3 separate regions of the Hordeum vulgare genome follow, and regions 1 and 2 are each linked to region 3. Evidence: chromatin contacts called from public Hi-C data. All regions are on one chromosome and are shown on one strand. Each heading gives the region's core, a stretch centred on a gene start, on an enhancer-like site or on the middle of the called end of the contact. The rest is flanking DNA. Distances are from core to core; before and after follow the strand shown. Region 1 holds the start of LOC123444364. Region 2 has its middle 120 kb from the start of LOC123444359. Region 3 holds the start of LOC123444362 (phosphatidylglycerophosphate phosphatase PTPMT2-like).

The links. A called contact is a pair of places that touch in the nucleus more often than the background predicts.
Region 1: a Hi-C map of seedling shows a contact between it and region 3, with 2.1 times the contacts expected there. The contact joins the promoter of LOC123444364 here to the promoter of LOC123444362 in region 3. A contact is called at or near these places in 4 of 6 Hi-C or Micro-C datasets (leaf and seedling) and 1 of 1 datasets of contacts at active chromatin or transcription factors (embryo).
Region 2: a Hi-C map of leaf shows a contact between it and region 3, with 7 times the contacts expected there. The contact joins the enhancer-like site here to the promoter of LOC123444362 in region 3. A contact is called at or near these places in 2 of 6 Hi-C or Micro-C datasets (leaf and seedling).

Annotation. Positions count from the first base shown.
Region 1 is chr3H:478,142,473-478,145,279 of MorexV3_pseudomolecules_assembly, forward strand. LOC123444364 reads right to left here and starts at 1,428. Exons shown (of 2, transcript XM_045121054.1): 1 at 1,075-1,428; 2 at 433-980. The coding sequence starts at 1,289. The coding sequence ends at 668. It overlaps LOC123444363 (endoribonuclease YBEY, chloroplastic-like), which reads left to right. Exons shown (of 12, transcript XM_045121053.1): 12 at 1-479. The coding sequence ends at 76.
Region 2 is chr3H:477,748,578-477,751,277 of MorexV3_pseudomolecules_assembly, forward strand. It overlaps the pseudogene LOC123444361. Among protein-coding and RNA genes, the nearest start is that of LOC123444359, 120 kb to the left of the region's middle. Within about 2 kb of position 1,299, at least 1 of the 3 cell types and tissues checked has open chromatin away from gene starts, as enhancers often do. A contact at or near this core is called in leaf, where this site is marked.
Region 3 is chr3H:477,922,274-477,925,212 of MorexV3_pseudomolecules_assembly, forward strand. LOC123444362 (phosphatidylglycerophosphate phosphatase PTPMT2-like) reads left to right here and starts at 1,460. Exons shown (of 6, transcript XM_045121052.1): 1 at 1,460-1,967; 2 at 2,444-2,566; 3 at 2,751-2,844. The coding sequence starts at 1,746.

The DNA of each region.
Region 1 (2,807 bases), core at 178-2,677, 220 kb after region 3:
AGCAGTGGCGAACGTGATCGGCGCCACCAATGACGAAGATGGAGTTGCGCAGGCCATCTATGACTACGCTTTCTAACAGACGCTGACACCAAGGCGCACTGGGACAGGGTTTTGTCTTCCCAGTGTTGTTGCCAAATAACAAGTTTTGTTCAAACATCTATCGACAAGATCATTCAGGGTTGTGGTCACAGTCACAGTACCCGCAAAGAGTTTTAACACTTGAAAGCATCAGGCAGAGCCATTTTTTGGTTGGTTGGCAATCGGTGGAGACACGCCATTCTTTTTTCCACTGGGAATATCTGTAAAACATTCTTCAATCTCTGGTAACCAAGGGATGCTCTCTGTTTTAGCCATGCTACTTTGTACCCCTTGTTATGTTGAGAAATAACCAGCATGATCTTAGATCATGTACCATGGCTTGGACACTCAGAATTCGGATCTCAGATAATCTTCGTTAATCAGAAGGAATGTTTGGTATACAACTGGTCTCTCTATTTACACACTGGATCAATCAATTCCTTCTCGAACAACATGGATGCAGAAGCCTCTTTACATTTGACAGGCTAATAGGCCCGCCAAGAAAAATCCCCATCCTCAAGGAACAAAGAAGAGACGCGAAGCCAGCCCTGGACAGACACTCTGAGTCTCAACCGCGAACCCTCCCTCCCTACTGATGGCAGGCGCTCTTGTTGACGGGGATGGCGGGAGGCCTGTAGAGCATGCTGGAGCTGCCGCTCCGCGCCATCATCAGGTTTGCGCAGGAGCTCCCGGAGGTCGGCTTGGCGACTACCTTGCTGCTGTTGTTAGAACCAGGCGCGGGGCAAGCTCTCTGGTCACCGTCGATCTCGACGTGGCTCCGGCATGGCTTCATCTTCTTGTTGTAGGGTCTCTTCTTGGGCAGGTCCTCCAGGCACCTCACCTCCGACATGCACGCGAAGGACTGGGACTTGCCGTCGTAGTACTTGGACAACCCCCCTTTCCTGCAAAGAGAGAAGATCAGCACGGTCAGGAAAAACTTCCATTTTGCTACTCTGTTGATACATGAAGAAGGAAGGTGTTTCCTGAGGAACTTACTTGACGGAGAGCTCGGCCTTGATGGACGACAGATCGTAGACGCCGTCGGAGTTCAGTCGCCGCGCCGGCGGGGAGGCCGGCACGAACTGGTCCTCGCCGTCCGAGAACTGTGCCTCGTCGTCGGAGTCGCAGGAGAAGGAGGAGGAGGTCTCGAACAGGTCCTCGTCTTCCTGGTGCGCCGAGAGGACCTGAGGAGCTCCAGCAGATCTGCCCATGGTTGCAAGTTTCTCGGCTTCTGGTAAGACAATGGACGGGCGGGCCTCAAGTAGTAGAAGGGTAACGAAGATATGCTTGCTGTTGCTGTTGCTCTTGCTTGCTCTGTTTCACGACCTCTACAATCTGGCAGGGGGGGCGGACATATATAGAGCCGCAGCTGAGGCGATTGGGAATTTGGGATAACGCTCGGCGTCGTGCTAGTGCGCTTTGACTAGTACTCGTACTACCACGAAACCGAACGCGAGCGCCACACGAGGTCGGTGACGTCACCGTTGGTCCGTTCCGGTGTGTTTGCGTTGCGCAAGTTGGAGCAACTCCAACCGGACTATCCGCATGTATCCGATTGAATCGTCGTGGATATAAAACTCGGTGCAACGTGGTGGTTTAAACGGACGCACGTCCGTTTCTCGTTCCTGATTAATATTTGGGCCGCATTTCGTCGGCCAGACACGAAATGAACGCGCACGACGCCTGTCCTTTTCCTCCGACCCGACAGTCGGTGGCACGTAGGCCCCTTTTTTCTTTCTCCCATTGTCTTCGACTCACTCCCCCCCCCCCCCCCAACCACCTCTCGCCGTAGCCGCCGAGTTCCGCCGATGCCGTCAGTCATTCGTTCATAGAAAGGTCACCCTCCCGGTCGCCTCATCTACCTGTGCCGCCACCCAGTTCCTACCTTGCCTCGGTAGGGTGTGAGGCTCTTCACCGACCGGCTTCTTCCAGGACGTCCGCAAGTTGTTCGTCGGTTTGCCCGCAAGGTACAAATGGATTCCGACGACGAGTTCTTTTTTACAATGTTCTTTGGGATTCAGATGATTCTTCATCTAATGATGAGAAGATCGTGGCAGCTACATTGGTCGTCCACGACCACCTAAGCATGCAGCGTACATTGTTTAGGTGCTCGATACCGGGGTACACGCCAGCGTTAAACCGCAGTTGGAATAGTGGTCATTTCTTACTTTGGAACGAGTACTTTGAGAACCCCAACCCGCTCTTCAAACATCACATATTTCAACGTCGTTTCTGTATGGCTAGGCATGTGTTCTATCGTATTTGGGATGGGGTGGGGGGGGGGGGGCACGATAACTATTTCGAGTGCAAGACATATGCCTTTGGAAAGATGGGCTTCTCCTCTTATCAAAAATGCACTACTGCCATTCTGATGCTTGCATACTGAGTTTTCGTTGATCTCATTAATGAGCATGTACGAATGAGTGAGTCCACCTGCCTTGAGTTCATGTATAGGTTCTGAAGGGCTTACATAGTTGTGTTTGGCTGGAGTACTTGGAAAAGTCAACTGTCGATGATACAACACGGTTGTTGGCGATAAATGCCAGCACGGGGTCCCAGGGATGCTTGATAGCATAAATTGCATGCGTTCAAAGTAAAAATTGTCGTTCTGCTTGGCAGGGGCAGTATAAGGGCCATGTCCGTGCTTACAGTGTCATACTTGGTCGTTGCTTCACAAGATCTCTGGATTTAGCACTCTTTCTTTGGCATGATCGGATCTCACAACGATA
Region 2 (2,700 bases), core at 49-2,548, 170 kb before region 3:
CGGTTAGCTTTGCAAACACAGGTGAATGTTGAAGAACATTTATGTCATTGAGAGATCCTAGTAAACCAAAGAATGCATGCCAAATCCAACGATCCTTCGAAGCAACTGCCTCCGAAATCATTGTGGGCTTATTCACACGACCTTTAAACATGCCATGCCATTTTTTAGGACAATTTTTCCAAGTCCAATGCATGCAATCTATACATCCTAATATACCAGGAAAACCTCTTTGCTCCCCTAACTCAAGTAATCTAGCAGTATCTTCTTCATTTGGAGATCTCATATATTGGTCCCCAAAGACTTCATAAATAGCTATCACAAACTTTTTGCAGGTTGCTAGATTAGTAGATTCTCCTAAGCGACAATACTCATCCGCGGCATCAACAGCATATCCATAAGTTAGTAGTTGCATTGCGGCTGTCATCTTTTGTACAAGATGCAACCCAAGAGCTCCAGCAGAATTTCTTTTTTGCTTAAAATAACTATCATGCTCAAGTACTGCTTCAGCTATGTGATTAAACAAATTATGAGACATTATATACCTGTGTGAATAAACAAATATGAAATAGGGAGATGACAAATAGGCAGATAGAGAATAATGTTGTAATACTAACCTTCGACGAAAATAACTTTCGGAAAAGGTTGGATTTTCTTTGAAGTAGTCATTCCAGAGTAGAACAAATCCGACATCTCTTCCGTGATACAAATATCGCCGCCCCAGCGTCGAACCGCCGTGACGTCGAGCATTCGCCTCCTCTTCCTCCTTGCACTCCGCAAATGCTGCAAGAATTAGTTCGTCATCGTCCCATGAAGGCGAGACGACGAATTCATGAGCATATCCAAAACGAATTCTGTTTCACTCATTGTGTTGTAGGAAAGAAGACACAAGACTTGAAAGAGAGATCAGAGAAGCACAAGGTGGAATGATTTAAGAGATGTGAGAATAGGTGTTATATATAGACCTGGAATAGAGCCATTGAAACAGAGCCGTTGGAATAGAGCCATTGGAGGATATAAAATGATAGTTGAATTGATAGTTATAAAATAATATTAAAATATAGGAAAAAGATTTTATATATAAACGTTCTGTTGTAAAATTAGACGTGTATATGAAAAAAAAAATCACTATCTATATAAACATATAAACATTTAAATATACACGTGTTATTGGAGATGCTCTTACAACATGGGTTTATTATAAACCAATGAAAACGCACCCAACGGTTGAACGCACCGCGACGCGCGACGCTGACTCCGACTCGCCGCACGTACGGCACGACGGCAGACAGCACGGCACGTTCACTTCCAAAACCTTGTCCACCTCGCCTGGCCCTTGTCCTTGTCGTCCGCACCGGCCTCCTCCCACGCCTTACCGTGCGCCGGCAGGTGTTCCCCTGACTTGCTGCCCTTCTTGCCCCGCGCGAACGACCGGAACGCGAGCAGCCTCGACCTGCCGGCGGCCACGCCCGCCCGCTCGCCGCCCGTGCTCGCCGCCACGCGGTCGTCCTGCTGCGGTGGCGGGGTCGTGGTGCAGCCGTCGTCGGGCTTGAACGCGTCCACGTCCTCGGCCGCCGTCCCGTCACCGTCAGCACCCGCGTGCAACGCGGTTCCCGGCGGCGGTGCCATACGCTCCGGCGTCTCCGGCTGCATAGGCCTCTCCTCCCGTTTCCGGTCAGCTTCCTCGGCCTCTTGCCATGCTCCGGTCTCTCGTTCCAGCTCCTCTTCCCGAGGCCCGGTTGCGTCGCTGTCGTCCTCATCGGAGTCGATTACCGTCACGCTGTCCGTGGCAGCTGCCGCGGACGACGACGGTGCGGCAACCGTAATGGCTGCGGCAGGCTGAGGTTGGTGCGGCGGTGACAACGTCAACGTGGGTGCTCCTTGCGCATCGCCGGAGCCTTCATGCAAAACGTAAAGGTGTCAAACAGGATAAACCATCGACAACTGAATCATACGGACCCGCTGACGCCGGTAACACGTGAGAGCCCGAGGCCAGGTCCCGTTCAAGTGCCGACGGTCTCACGGCCTGAGGTGGAATTTCGAACAACGGCAAAACATCGCCGTCACAGGTCAGAGATGCAGGGACGGAACGTGCGCCGATCGTTGCTTCTTGGGAACTACTAGTACTCCGTATAATGCAAACCGATTGACACGATGAGCATTTCACCTGCACCGTCTCTCAGAACGACCGAAGAATATGGGTATGAATTTGCTTTAAGAAAGAGAAAACTAGCAAGGGCAGATTTTGGCGTCCGCCACAGCTAACTCGAGCCCTCCACATGTTATGATGAAAACACCACAGTAGCGTCTGTTTATTAGTCACTCTACATCAGCAGGATTCGTGTCAACACGCAAAACCGTGTGAAACAAGGGCTCAGACCGCAACGGTTGCTACTGTACAACCGCAGGAACCATGGAAAATTTGCCAAAGTGAAAACTTTACTGGTACTATTTCTCACCATTTGCTAATACCGACCCAGAGTACTTCTTCGCATGCTCCCCGTGCTCGCTGCTGCCCGCAGGAACAGATAGAGATAGCCTATTGGCCAACCTTTCGGCCTCTCTTGCCTCGATGATATCCTCCTCGCTCAGGAAGCTCGGCTGGTTTGTTGAAGACAGCAGCCTTGCCCACATTCTGTCCGTGATCTTCACCTTGTTCCATGTCGATGTTACTCTCTGCCATCCAAATAAACTTTCAAGTTA
Region 3 (2,939 bases), core at 210-2,709:
TGGTTATGTGTAGATCGAACGGTCCTCCAAGTAGTGAATGTTTAGTAAACATCCACCGGTGGATGCGTAGCAGGCCCCAAAGAAAAAGGATAAAGACTTGCCGACCACCGGTCACCCGAGTGAAATAGTGTAGCGGACCCACCAGTCACCAGAGTCACAACGCACATGGGCCACACACGCCATGATCGCTCGCAAGGACCCGAGCCGCCGTGGGCCCACCGCCCACGCACAGCATCATCGAACAGTAGGATGCGTCCAACCGGGCACCGCCCACGTGGAGCCCACAGCAAAGCAGGAAACGGGCGGCCGGCGCGACGAGGGGGCAGCGCACGCGTACGATACGAGCCGCGTGACGCCCCACCAGCACCACTGACGACGCCAGCTCGCCGCGGTCCACTCGTTCCACGGCCCTCCAAAACCAACGGCCGTTTTCTCGCTCCCGGACGCGGGAAATCGCGCGGCTGGGCTCCGACGAGAATCCGGCCGTTTCGGGCGGTGACTGGGCGCTTCACCGCGCCTGGGATTATTGGTGCGCGATTAGGCAGGCGGTTTCCCGTCCGCACCCTTTCCTTCTCCCGTAATGGTCTCCGTGCCCCTCTCCGTTTATTACAAGGTGGCTTTCGAACTGGTCTTTATTTTCTTGTTATATTATACTTTTATATAGTCGGGTTAGGTTGGTATAGTGTTCATGAGCGCCTTGTGTAAGCTGTGAGGCAATGTCATGATCCGTTCTGTGGTGCCAACTTTACATTCTTCCGAACGCTTCCATAGCTCCGTTGATGGGGGATATGATCTAGGTCAAATGCAAGTCCTTGTCACCAACAACCCTTTGCCTTGTTCCTCGCCGATGTGTGAAGTTTTATATGTTTTCGTGGATGTGTTATTCTTGACTCGTGCTCGTCAATGAACATATGAAGAATTATCGTCACTCCATTATCCCTGTAAAAGAAATTGTCACCCGGTTAATAAAATCATAAAAGCTCTGGGTAAAATAAATCATGAAAGTTGCAGGTAAGATAATACCATATAAGCTTGTTAGCGACATTCAAGCAAACAATTCGTCAAAAGAAGATTGCTTGCTTAGCATGCCCAATTGTTCGCATTGTTTACAAGTGCACCATTTCTCGTTTGATAGGATAATGCCTTTTTTTTCCGTAAGTTAACACCTTCAAAGGTTTCGCTCCAGACTACAAATATACATGTAATTGCTCTGTGGAAATAACATGTTTTTATAGGAGTTGTGTCCTTTTAGAGTGTACACAACACACATCATACATGGAGTAACGAAGAAAGCTTTGAAGATCTGTTGCACCTACTACTACCAAGAAAGAAAAGGAGCACGCTGCTCAGAACTGTTTCTGATGAAAACGCGCAATTACTCGAGCGTGGAAGGACCTGCGGAGATAAACGCACCCACGTTTTGTCCACCAATAAATCCCACCAACCAACAAACAACCCACCCAAAGCCCGGACCATCAGCCCCCTCCACCTCCCCTGGATCCGATTCAGCAGACTCGCCACCTGTTTTCGTCCCCGCAGCCTTCTCCTGAGGTTTTGTCCCCACAGCCCACACTCTTCCCATTTCTCGCGTCTCCTCCTCAGAGCAGAAGCCCGAGCCGCCACGCCTCTCGATCCGCGAACCTCCCCCCTCAAAGCCCCCCCGCGGATCTGCTGGTTTCGGGAGGCGTCCCGGCGGGCGCGTAGGGTCGGGGCCTCGGGCTGTTTCGGGAGAGGAGGGGAGGCGCATGAGGATTCGCGAGCTGGGGGACGGCGACGGGAGGCCGGTGGAGGGGGAGGAGCAGGAGGAGGCCTGCGCCGGTGGCGGGGGCGGAGAGGTCGTGCGGCTGAGGGCCAAGCGCGCGCTCGTCGGCGCCGGGGCCAGGGTGCTCTTCTACCCGACGCTCCTCTACAACGTCCTGCGCAACCAATTCGAGGCCGAGTTCCGGTGGTGGGACCGCGTCGACCAGGTGCTGACCCTGCCTTTAAGCGGATTTCCTGATTACGTACTTTGTTTGGGATTATATGCCCATAGTGTATGCATATGGAGTAGTATTGAGCGATTCTTGTTCGATAAATTGGTCTACCTGCCGTTCATAGGATTGGATGATAGGATGTCACTTTTGTAAACTGGTGAAGGGTGTGATTTTTGAGCACCGGTTTTTCATCAGGGATTTTTCGGTGCCATCTATACTTTTTGGGTAGTGCCATCTATACTTGGGGCTTCTATATAAGGTTTACATCTGCTTGACTGGTTCCATGATTGCCTCTGGCGCAGTGACGCTCCAAGCTGAAAGGACGCATGCATCCCTAGATAGCATGCCTTGATTGCTGTTCTTAGGTGTTGTGATTTTTGCTTTGCGCATTTTAGTATTTTGATGTGTATACTGTGACTTGTCTCTGCTACAAAGACCGACCGCCTAATTTGTCCAACCTCCATGTGCAGTGTATTTTGCTAGGAGCCGTTCCTTTCCCAAGTGATGTTCCACGTTTGAAGCAACTTGGAGTTCAGGGAGTTGTAACATTGAATGAGCCTTATGAGACTCTGGTGCCAATGTCCTTGTACCAGGTAAATTTTACATTAGTTGATTCCATTGTTGTGTGATTTTATTTGCATTTTGAATTTGAATTAATAAGTGCAATTCCATCCATATTGTGGTTGATTTGCAGGCATCCCCCATCATTCTACTGTTTTTTTTTCAATTATAGCAAAACAAATATGTACTGATGAGTAACGCACCTTCTTTTTCCAGGCCCATGGGATTGATCACCTTGTGATTGCCACAAGAGACTACCTCTTCGCACCATCCCTCGAAGATATTTGTCAAGCCATCGATTTTATCCACCGTAAGTTCATGCCATTTCTTAGACGCAAGTGATAAATCATTAGAACTACATATCAGTTCTCCTGGTGTTATGGAGTGTTTTTCTCCCGCAATAAG